2 separate regions of the Mus musculus genome follow, and region 2 is linked to region 1. The links are chromatin contacts, called in public Hi-C maps. All regions are on one chromosome and are shown on one strand. The core of a region is the stretch at or near the end of the contact, and the rest is flanking DNA. Distances in the headings are between cores, read along the strand shown.

The links. Hi-C and Micro-C count contacts between places; a contact is called where the count stands out from the background.
Region 2: a contact with region 1 is called in a Hi-C map of Sertoli cells, with 2.1 times the contacts expected there. The contact joins two enhancer-like sites. A contact is called at or near these places in 4 of 484 Hi-C or Micro-C datasets (Sertoli cells, liver, nephron progenitors and 1 more) and 1 of 115 datasets of contacts at active chromatin or transcription factors (acute myeloid leukemia).

The regions. Positions count from the first base shown.
Region 1 is chr2:125,354,256-125,360,175 of GRCm38.p6, reverse strand. It overlaps Fbn1 (fibrillin 1), which reads left to right. Exons shown (of 66, transcript NM_007993.2): 31 at 1-68; 32 at 1,245-1,370. Among named protein-coding and RNA genes, the nearest start is that of Dut, 110 kb to the right of the region's middle. Within about 2 kb of position 4,320, at least 60 of the 459 cell types and tissues checked have an H3K27ac peak or open chromatin away from gene starts, as enhancers often do. A contact at or near this core is called in Sertoli cells, where this site is marked.
Region 2 is chr2:125,452,095-125,458,131 of GRCm38.p6, reverse strand. All of the region lies in intron 6 of Fbn1 (fibrillin 1), which reads left to right. Among named protein-coding and RNA genes, the nearest start is that of Fbn1, 51 kb to the left of the region's middle. Within about 2 kb of position 3,346, at least 7 of the 459 cell types and tissues checked have an H3K27ac peak or open chromatin away from gene starts, as enhancers often do. A contact at or near this core is called in Sertoli cells, where this site is marked.

The sequences.
Region 1 (5,920 bases), core at 3,071-5,570:
ACCTGGGGAGTACAGGTGCCTGTGCTATGATGGGTTCATGGCATCTGAAGACATGAAGACTTGTGTGGGTAAGAAAGAAGGCAGTGTTGTCTAACTGCTCAGTCACAGTATTGAGAAACTGACAATAGAGATCAACTAGGTCATATTTCCTGCTTCCTCTCCTGCCTGATAACTTTCTTATTGTAAGCTGGCTGTTTTAAATTTCACCTTGATTAAACGCTGGCTATCTCTGTGTTCTGGAAGTATTGTTGAACTTTGAGGATGTGGTTTGGTCATCTGGAACCAGGCTGATCCTTTTTACAAGTCGTACTTTTAAGCAGCAGTTAGCTGAGAACAGTTTTTGCTGTATTGTTGAGGCAAGACCCTTCTGGTGGGCTGCTCCATTCCCTGTGAAGTATAAGGCTTTCTAGTTCAGCTGTGGGGAAAGGGTACCACTGTTAGTCTTCTGTGAATGTGGAGGAGTGCTGCACTGGACAGCGCGTCCCCAGGCCTGGGTAGTTTGTTTCTGTGCATGAGCAAGCTCACCACTGCTCTGAATATCTGCAGAAGCCTTCCTCTCATGACTTACCCAGGCCAGTGATGTCATCTGGTTCTATGCAGTGATCTCTTCCAAAGTCCTTTCAGTTTATTTCTGGTGAGAAGGACATTCCCTCTTGGCCAGAAATAAGAGCCTAGGGTGGGTTATGAGCACATCTATTATATGGGCAGATGTTTGCCTACAAGTATGCCTGGGCACCTCATGCATGACTAGTGCCAGTGGAGGCCAGGAGGGGACATCAAGTCACTTAGGATTGGAGTTACAGACAATTGTGAGTGGCCATGCGTGTACTGAGAATTGAACAGCCAATGCTCTTAACCACTGATCCTTCTCTTCCAATAAATTGTAGGCATCACACAGTCAGACTCACAGTTATCTTCCCACAGAGAATGATGTCTCCTAGAGAAACCACCCCATAAATGAGCTTCTATTCAGCAAGAGTTAGTGAGTTTACTCACCACCCGAGTAACAGGCAGCTCACACGAGTAGTCAGCACTAAGACATGCCAGTATGAATGGAGTCCCTTATATTTTTTTTCTGAGAGAAAGCATCTAAATATAATATTTTATAATGTTTACTTTCCAATATTATTTTTTAGTGAAAGTGTCTTACCTTTTCTTAGTTTTTATCATAGTTCTTTTTCTCAGGGAGAAAATATCCATTACAACAGAAACTTGGACATATGAATTGTATCTCTATCTTACAGATGTCAATGAGTGTGACCTGAATCCAAACATCTGCCTTAGTGGGACCTGTGAAAATACTAAAGGCTCGTTCATCTGCCACTGTGATATGGGATATTCAGGGAAGAAAGGAAAAACGGGCTGTACAGGTATTCTTTCTGTTTCATACTGATCGAAAACATGCCAAGTAACTAAGAAACTGCCCTAATAATTGTAATTTAACACCTTTTTAAACTTACATTTTTAACTGTATTGTGGCTATTTCATGTGCCATATTTCCTCAATTTAGCCTCTATCCCTTTGAAACTTTCCATGCTTTATTAAAACCAACATAAGCAAAGCCTATTCTTCTATCTGTGAAAATAACTGTGCACTGTGTTGGATAAGTGAACATGATGAATGGCGTAATCTTTATAGGTTAAGAATCATGCTTTCGGATCACATTAGTGAGCATGCTGGTTCCTGAAGATTCATAACCCTTTGTCAGAGCAACCTTCTTTTGCCAACACTTCATTTTGCAACTAAGATTACTTTTCAAGTAAACGCCCTGGATTTTATCCGTCCTTACCAGTCCTCAAGTTAGAGTGCTTTGGATACACTAACTTTTTAGCCTAAACAAGTCTTTATCCATGTGACTTAGCTAATGGCATAAAGAAATTGAACTATTCACAGTTTTCTTATTTGTTATCAATAGCACTTAAGTAACCCTTACGCAACATTTTCAGGCTATCATATTAAATACCAAGTGGAAGAAGCCACTCTGTGCCATGACGTTGTTTCATAAGTATTTAGATGTAGTCTTCAAACATGAAATAATGAAATTAAACACATGCAATGGTAGACAGTAACATTTTACTATAATAACTTATATTAAAGATACAGATTGTGGCATATGACATAATTTAAAACATCATGGTGACCTTGAATGGCAACTTTACTTTAAAAACATTGAAAAAGTAATAGGTTAGGTTTGAATTCCAAAAGTTGCTTGGCAAGGCCCTGTGACTTAAACATTAAAACTGTCATAGTGGCAACTTGATAATGTATGGCTCCCCCTCTTAATTGTATCAGTGTATTTCAAGAAAGCATCAAAATATATTTATGAGTTATAAAGTGACTGTGTTAATTATCAAACTTACTAATACATGGCAGTAATGTTATTGGTGATTCAAAAATGACAGGATGTCCAAGCCATTGAATGAGGCATAATACTGAAATTCTTTTATGCTCCCTTGTTGCTTCTCACAGAAATCCTGGCTAGGGGTCCCTTCTGGTAAACAGGAGCTCATCCACATAGATGCTGAGGTACAAATGACTCTCAGGTTCAACACTTATCATCAGCTTCCAGTGTCAGTATAAGGCTTGCTAAGGGATGGTGGTCTGGCCTCGTGAAGAGGAGGGTAGACTAACTCTGCTGCATTGTAATGAATAAAATAAAACAAAACAACAAAGCTCACTGAAGTTCAGAGGGCTGTGATGATCATGAAGAGACAGAGTCTCTGGGAGAGTCTTCATTGGCTGGAGGCAGAGTCTGTAGAGCTCCACTTTCCAAAGTCCATTTAACTGGTGAACATGCAGCTGGTTATTTTAGGTCTTTCACCATGACGACAGGTTATGTCTATGCTATTGTTGTGTCATTACAGGTAGATATGATAGATATGATGTACAGGAGCTTACTGCTATTTCAGATAACATGCCTAGAGGCAACGTGAAGTCTACTGAGACCTCAATATAACTGTTTGCCACACATGCGTGGAAATCCATCTTTAAAGGGAAATTTTTTATAATTGAATCTGCAGAGATGCAAAGACTGGGGGGACAGGACATACTCATTGTGGGCTGGCTGAGTCAGTGCCAATGTGACAGCACAGAAGTCACCTATTAGTAAGCCCAATGAACAGAAGTATACCCAGAGAAACTCTGTTTTGTTTTGTTTTGTTTTGTTTTGTTTTTGTTTTGTTTTGTTTTGTTTTCAGAAGGGCCAATACCTTCCTATTTTTTTCAACTGCAGTTTAAAATTACTTTTCAGTTTGACAATATCCAGCCAGCACTGTAGGAAGATGCCCCACATTTTGTGAGCAATATCACAGTAGAATAGTTTATGATATTCATGTCTGGAAGAGAAGACTCCTCGATTGTGTTCTGGGTTCTCCCACTGGTCTGTGATCATAAACAAATCAGAGTCATCTGACTTTAACCAGACAACCCCCTTGGGCAAAGAACTCTGCAGTAACCTATGGGAGGAGGGGCTGCATTAGGGTGAGAAGAAAAGATCCCCTGGGAATAACCCTGTTAGTAGCAGCCAAAGGTATCACACTGGACCGGAAATGACTTACACAGACAGGAACTGGCAAGCCTCACACACTTGAAAACACATTTTTAAAAATCAGCCAAAATGTCTTTTTATTTCATGTAACTAGGTCTCTTTCAGACTGGTTTCAAGTCAGTATTACTCATAGCTTCGAGCACCGTCAGGTCACCTTGGTGATGGTCCCGTTAAGGAGGAGTGTTTATAATGTCCCAGACAACTAGTGTAAACTGAGATACTTATCTTGCCTAAGTGGATAAGCAAGACACACTACAAGTAACAGCAAAAAGAAATGTCGCAACTGTGTCATAGCACACACACTCTCACACACACACTCATACACTCACACGCACACACACTCACACATGCTCACACACACATCACATACATGCACACACACCACATACACACACATGCTCACACATGTACGCACACACTTACACATGCATATACATACCACATACACACACACACATACATGTACACACCCGCATGCACACACACCACATACATGCACACCCTGCTTATTTGGATAGATTTTTAAATGAGTACCCTGGGAAGCAATTATTAAGAACACATATGCTGTTTCCTAAGGAGGGACTTTGTTTCATGAGAACTAAAATCACCCTCTGGGCTCTATTACAGCTCTGTCTAAATATTTCAGCTCCCTTGTCATTACTGATTGTTTCCATTTTAACAAATAAACATGTTTTCTTCTCCCAATCACATCAGCAGCGTTAAGAATCCACCCACTGACTCGCATTCCCAGCCCACACAGATGCTAAGCATTTCATTTTTTTTTTCTTGTTAAGCTTTGTCCAAACTGTGGATACTGCTGAAGGGAATGTCTGATTTAATGGAGAGAGAATGTGTGTTTGCTTGGAACCTAGGACGCGGATCCTCTGTCTTTGGCTTAAGTGGGTGGGGTCACAGCTTTCCTGTGACCTCTGCTGCTCATTCTAAGTAACTGTAATGGGAAGAAGATAAAGTCATTGCCGGGTGCCACCCAAGTGGGTCTTCACTTTCACAAGCTAATTTTTAGAACCTACCTGGCATCACATGATCACATAACCAGTGGATAAAAATCAGAATTGTTGAAAAAAGCAAGATTTCCTTTCACATGAGAACTGTTTCTGGCTGGTCTCAGAGTCCTACTATTCCATGCCGCAGCCGGGCAGTTCCTCCTGCTTTTCTTATCACCACTAATTTTCCTGCTCTGGCTGTCAGCCTGTGGAAACTCCATGGGTGTTCTCTTCGGTTAATAGTCTTGGCTCAAATTTTGACCTAAATTAAGAAATCCAAGTAGCACTTGCATTTAAGCTGTCATGCCCTCTTCCTCAGCCCCTAATTCTAGAGATTGCTTATGTGCCAGCACACGGGCTCAGGATCCATGGGGCGGATGCTATCTAGGGGCAGAAAGACAGGCGTTTGTAGGTGGCAAGCTCTCTCTCTGTATGGTGGCTGTGGAGGCTACAGAAGTTCAATATGCATCTCGGACCTGTGTGGCAGATTTGTGCGCGTAGGCGAAGTCCTGCCACGGAGTCTGCTTGCCGCTCACCCTGACCCTTCAGGGGGGCCATGTCCAGAGGACCTGTGTGAGCCTTTGTGACAGAGGACCTGTGGGGTTAAGAAGGTTGCAGTGTCAGCCTGAATTTGAATTTCTTTGCTTTGCTTGGCTTCCACTTATTCTGAAAAATGAATTTTCTGTCTGGAGCAAACTTGTGGAGAAAAGGGAACATTTGTACAGAAAGAGACGTTCTTGGCAGACCTGTGCTGTTTCCCTCATGCTATTGAAGAGCGTTTCAGTGCTGTGCTTTTGTTTGCTTGTTTTCCTTATGGCTCAGTTTCCCCTCCACGTGCCCAAGTCTGCCATGGAAACAGTTAATTAGCAAGAGTTGTATGCCTGAGTCTGTGTGTGTGTGTGTGTGTGTGTGTGTGTGTGTGTGTGTGTGTGTGTGCGTGCACACGCATACGTGCATCCATACTCACGCTGACGCTGTTAACTCCGAAATGTGTTTGCACTGTATCACCCGCTCTCTTTCTCACCTGCGTCTTACTCACTGAAAACAGAAGCTAGCTAATATGCTCCATTGTATTGACAACGTGAGACTTGACTATGACCCTTGAATCACTGTTCTCAGGTCTCCCAAAGCTCACAACACACACCCTCTTGCAACTAGAATTTCTTTCACCTTGAAAACAGGGCAAAATTTAAAATATTTTCTTGGATTTTAATTTTATATTAAATCTTAGTAATAGTGACTAAAGGAGATTCCTCTATCAAAAGAAGTACTCATCTTAAATGCAAGATTAAGGGAAAAGGTAAAGGCATATGAAAATAGTGGTATCTTTGACCACTAGACAACTAGACAAAGGAGAAAAAAAGGAGAT
Region 2 (6,037 bases), core at 2,097-4,596, 99 kb before region 1:
TGGTCACATATCAGATATCTGGCATATCAAATATTTACATTACAATTCATAACAGTAGCAAAATTAGTTATGAAGTAGCAAGGGGATAATTTTATAGTTGGGGATCACTATGACATGAGGAACCATATTAAAGGGTTGCAGCACTAGGGAGGTTGAGAACCACTGGTTTAGGGTCTCAATTCATAAAATAGGGCTGTGTCTGTTTCTTTCTGGTGAGCTGTTCCCTGGCTACTGTCCCCACGGAGGCCCCTTTGACCTTCATTGTTGCAGGACACTGAGCCAGGCTATAAGTGAAGGCTTGCAAGTCAGGCCCATGTTTATCCAAAGGGAAAGTGTTTTTTATAAGCTCGGGCTTGCTTTTGAGGAGCTGGGCTTTCCGTCAAGTCACCCTGGGATGCTTGCGCTGTCTCAGAGATCCTGGTCTCTCTAAATCAGTCTCATGAACTTTAGAGCAAAGCAACACAAGGTCCCCTCAGCAGTTTCGATCCAGTCTTTCCTTATATGACTTATAAACTTCACTTGAGAAGAGGACAGTATTTTGCACCTTTCTCTAGCATGGGAAGAATAAAATCCAAGGCACACGGAACATCTTAATGATTCGGGGCTGGCACTGGAAACAGTATGCAGTAGAATTGACCTGTCTTCCTTGAGGAAGACAGCCTTTAAACAGCATAGAAAATTCTTGATTATTTTTTAGAGCTCATAACCTGGAGTAGCTCGGCGCTTGTCAGCCTTCATTTAGAACCACATTCTTCCTGTCATGTTTCCACTTACCAAGTGGGACAAGTTCTCACAAAACCCATAGAAGACAGCTGGTTGAAGACATCCACAGCCCCATCGTGGGTCCCTCACTGTGGGCTCCTTGTGGCTTATGGGTTGTTTTTCTTTATCTTTTATGAATTAGAGGAATTAATAGGAAAATCATTTCCAGACTAACTTCCACCCCAAAGGAGCCCCTATTTCATTTTAATATTATATGACTATCATTTTAATGTTACTTAAAAAAATTCCTGTCTAGGAGATATCATTTTTCTTAACTGCTTTGCCATTCCCGGAATTCTTGGGAATATACTAAGGGCACAGGTTCTGGAGAGAAATCCTTCCATTTGCTGGCCATGGGGCCGTAGGCAACTAACTGCTTTCGTTTTACTTCTCTGATCTGTACAATGGATGTGATGAAGGCCTGTGCCTGGTGAAAGTGTTGAGAAGGTACAGTGGAAGCACTGAACCCAGGACTCAATCATGCATTGCTGGTGACTGGCGTCCTCACTCTTTGCCAGATGTAGCTTCTTCATAAATGATGTCATGAAAGTTACCATACCAATAAAATCAGACCTCTCCTTTAGAGGCTCTACTGTGATCACCAACACCCCCCCCCCCCGCATCCCCCACTCTCCATTTAGAAGTTTTCGGATCGATTCAGATGCAACCAGCTTTCCTCTCGAATATATTATCAGCCATATGCATTTCCTTAACACACGCCCAGCTATTGCATGCAGTTGTACCACAGACTGACACCACAGGAGGGCAACGTGCAAAAAATAATGAGGAAGCAGAGGTCGGCCACATCCTTGATAATATATAATGCCGATCGAGGCTGTGAGAAGCGCTCACTGTCCACCCTAGATAAAGTTTATGGAAGGTTTTACTACTTTTATGGACACATACAACCAAATGAAGTGTGAACCTGCCCCTTCACAAAAACCCAGCAGCAAGATAAAAGAGGTACTTTAGGGGTGTGTTTTTATTCCTTATTATTCTCATGGCTGTTATAAAATATCTGACACAAATGTTGGCTCGTGGTTTAAGAAAGGATACAGTCTGTCCTGGCAGAGACAGCATGGCAGGAGGGGTCGGAAGTGGCTAGTCACATGGTATCTACAGTCATGTAGCAGAGAGCTGCCTGGAAGCACTGCTACCCCCCCCCCCCCCAAGTCCCACCACAAGTGACTCACTTCCTCCAGAGAGGCTCCGACTCCTAAGGGTTCCACAACCCTCCTAAAACGTCCCACCAAAAACTGGGGACCAAGTTCACACAGGTGGAGATTACAGGAGAAGCTTCGCACTCAAACAACAGCTGTGTGACCCTCAGTAGTGTGGCATTCTAAAAATCAGTGAGACGGGTTAGATACTGATGGCTGGCAGAACGGTAGGAGCAGCTGCCCGAATTCATACTTAATTTTACAGTGGCTCTGATAACTTGAGTCTACAGACAGCATCGTCAGGTTGGAGTCAAAAAAGGCCTCCAGGTGTAGCACCACAAGCCACTCTTCTTTTATTTCAAAGCAATAAAAATGTTGGTTCTGGAAGACGCAAGCTTTGAAAACCAAAATATTGGAGTAGTTTAAACCTACAGCTTTCAAAGCATCTTTATTAGTGTTAAGGTCTATGAAGCTCAGCCTGAACAAGAAGGCATCTTAGCGCTGGAGAGATGACTCAGTGGTTAAGAGAGCACACGTCTCTTTTCAGAAGACCCCAGTTCTAGTACCAACATCCACGTCAGGCAGCGACTCACAGCCTCCAAGGGAGTCAGCACCTTTGGCCTCCCGAGAAACCTGCACTCACATGCATAGACCTCTCACATGCACACACCTACACATTTTCATACAATTACAAATATAAATAGATCATTTTAGGCATCCTAACCTGAAAGGAAATTGCTATAAGTGGAGAGGAGATATAAAGTTACTACTGTGTATTGGTGAGAGAGCGCATGTCTGAAGTAGCAGATGTAATACAATTGCCCCAGCTCCTAAACTGTGCTGGTATCATAGCACCTCTTCTGGACATACTGAGGAGCCTCATATAATAGATTTTTCTTCATTACATTAATAGACCAAGTCTCAGATTGATACATAAAATGCCCCCAATGAGCCCTGAAATACTGACTCTGTTAAGATGAGAGGGTTCTTTGTGGTTTTCTTTGAAGACAGAGGGATCTTGATAATTTTATCATGTACATTGCTTTCTTTCTCTAATTCCTGTGCTCATGCAGCTCTGAGCCCCTAGTTTTTCCCTGGAATCATCATTGAGTTGGAATCTGGGTGACCTAGAAACAAGGACACCATGAACGTGAATTGTTGAAACACTACGCATTATGAGACAATGCATGCTTTTGAGTGGATGTCTGCAGACTTATCCCCTGGGAACGCCTTTGGATGTCCTAATTGCAGTTCTGCCCTCCATAAATCAGTCGCTATTTGGACAAGTCATGGCCACCTCCTCAGTCACTAGATACATTTGTAATAGTTTCTGTCAGAAATAACAACAGCCACCTAGCAACATACTGTTTGGTCATGTCCTGTTTTAGAATGCCACGTATGGTTTTGTGGGCTTCAGAAGGGTAAGTTCTTACTGGGTCTAAAAGATATTGAAAACGAAACAGTAGATAGTGACATCACTGTGTACAAGAGTAGGCTGCATGGAGCAGTTTATATAAGAATGAAGTAGGGGCCGGGCCGTGGTGGTGCACACCTTTAATCCCAGCACTTGGGAGGCAGAGGCAGGCAGATTTCTTAGTTCAAGGCCAGCCTGGTCTACAGAGTGAGTTCCAGGGCAGCCAAAGCTCCACAGAGAAACCCTGTCTCGAAACAACCAAAAAAAAAAAAAAAAAAAAAAAGAATCAAGTAGGGGTTTGCTGGTTTGTTAGCATGGTTCTATTCCATGGGGGGGGGGGCAGGTGGTCACTCATCTTGTTCACCACCTTATAACCAATGTCTAGCATTCAGTAACTCAGTAAGCATTTATCACAATTCTTTTGAGTCACTTAAGAAATGATTGATCTACCCCCTGACCCCTGTAGGCAGGGTTGCTTTGGGTTTTAGGTTAGTATACAAAACAATGGCACTTCCATATATATGTTGAAAATCCTCTAACTTTTAAAACTATGAACAGTGTCAAACGCAACCAGTGAATTCTGTGAAAAGTGCTCTCTCCTATGCCATGAAGCCTAGACCTGTAGGATACACATAGACATCCCTAGCTCACTCCGCCTTGGGAGGCAGGATTATTTTATAGCCAGGAAAACTGGGGCTGGAGGGAACCCTAGTAGCCAACACCAAAGTGGGGGCCTAAAAATGAGGTCCATGGCTTCCACAACAGCTCAGGTGTCATGTGGATGTGCCCCCAACCTGTGGCACCCATGGCTGCCACTCTCAATCATTGGCTATTTTTGTTTATGTTTTTTGGTTTTTTGTTTTGTTGTTGTTGTTGTTGTTGTTTTGTTTTTGAGACAGGGTTTCTCTGTGGAGCCCTGGCTGTCCTGGAACTCACTCTGTAGACCAGGCTGGCCCCGAACTCAGAACTCTGCCTGTCTCTGCCTCCCAAGTGCTGGGATTAAAGGCTTGCGCCACCACTGCCCGGCTCATTGGCTATTTTTAATGGACCCTCTGATATTAAGCGTCTTTATTTCTTCCTCTCGGTCCATACACCTCTTTAATTTTGGATTGACATTTTGTAATTTCTGTCCTGTGTCCCTTAGTCTTTTGATCAGTCTTTTTAAGATCTCAATTTTATATGACCAAGAAAATCTTTTGGATTGAGTTTATTGGGAGAGATTGTCTTTAATTATAAAACGCTATTGTATGATTGGCAGTCTTTGGCTGAGGCTGTGATGAATAAAATTTTTATTGAAATATGAGGGGTTTGAGGCCTCATGGAAATTGAGCTTTGGCTTAAATAGGAAGAGAAGAGGTCCCGAAGGAGCTTGAAATCTCTCTCTCTCTCTTTGTGTGTGTGTGTTTTCAGGAGCTGGGTCTCTCCTTCACTATGTGGGTTCTCGGATGTCAGGTCATCAGGCATGACAGCTAATGCTTCCACCGCCGAGCCTTTTCTCTGGCCTCTTTTGAGGGTCGGTCATGGAAGCTAGGAGCCAGGGAAAGGTTGAGAATCAGTTGTCTCTTGGGATCAGTCTGGCTTGTTTCTCAGGAGGCATGGAGTTCTCTTTATCATGCAAACAACTGGGAATTTGAAGTAGAAAGTCTCTGTGGGAACAAGCTTTGGGACTGCCATGTCACAGAACTAGAGAATGCCTTTAATCTAAAAGACATTCAATGAGTGCTGAAAGCACTCATCTGTCCTGTCCCCACCTGTGGCTCAAAGTGGAGAACGTGAGTGGCCACATGGCTGTGGAGATGTTCAGTGATTAGCTTCCTCAGTTACCAAGGTAACAGCACAAAATCACAGCAAGCGTTTGGCCTGCCGTACGGAGCATAACTTTCCAGTCACTGTGCATGATTATGACGTTGCCTTAGTTTAATTCCATATAACAGAATAGTCAGTGTAGCTAATCTGTGGCTGCAAAGAGGGGGGTTAAGAATGACAGGCATTCAGTGTGTTCCTTTGGGTAGCCTAAAGTGACATGGATTAATATGCTGCCAGTGTTCTTCCCCTGAGAAATATTTGGTCACAAGAAGATCTGGCTTTAAGAAGAAACTCAAATTCGGGTGTGTGGCTTTTGGCACAGTCTTGACTCACTGGAATGGCCTAATGTATATCTGGTTTCTTTTTTCCCATGCTTTATTTGGGGTGTCCACCAAGACACACTTCCTGCCTGTGGGGTTATCTACATCCATAGCCTGAGTCTTGGTTTGCAAAGTCACACAGAGGAAGCAGCATACAGAAGACACAGGGCAGTGTAGAGACTGGACAGAAACACTTTGAAACTGGATGCAGGATTACATACAGCAAGTTTCCTAGGTCAGTGGAAACTGGGGTGTTTGACTGAAGGCCAACAGTTAGCAATTGTGTTCTGTTTCTGAGACTAGAAGTGGCAAACATTTGTCAGATTCCCTCAGTCATCCCATGAAATGCAAATGTTGCAACTGTCAGATTGTCAGAAACCTAAAGACTCCATATGTTCTCTTTGCTGTGATGTATACATAGGCTGTATGGCCTTTGATAGTGTCACAGTGTAGGAAGGTACCTGAGGAACAACTGGAAAATTGGAGTAAAAAGAAAAAGGAAAGAAAACTAAGATGTTTGATGAGAAATAAAAAGACGTGTATGGAAATGCTGTTGTTGCCTCAGTAACTGCCGA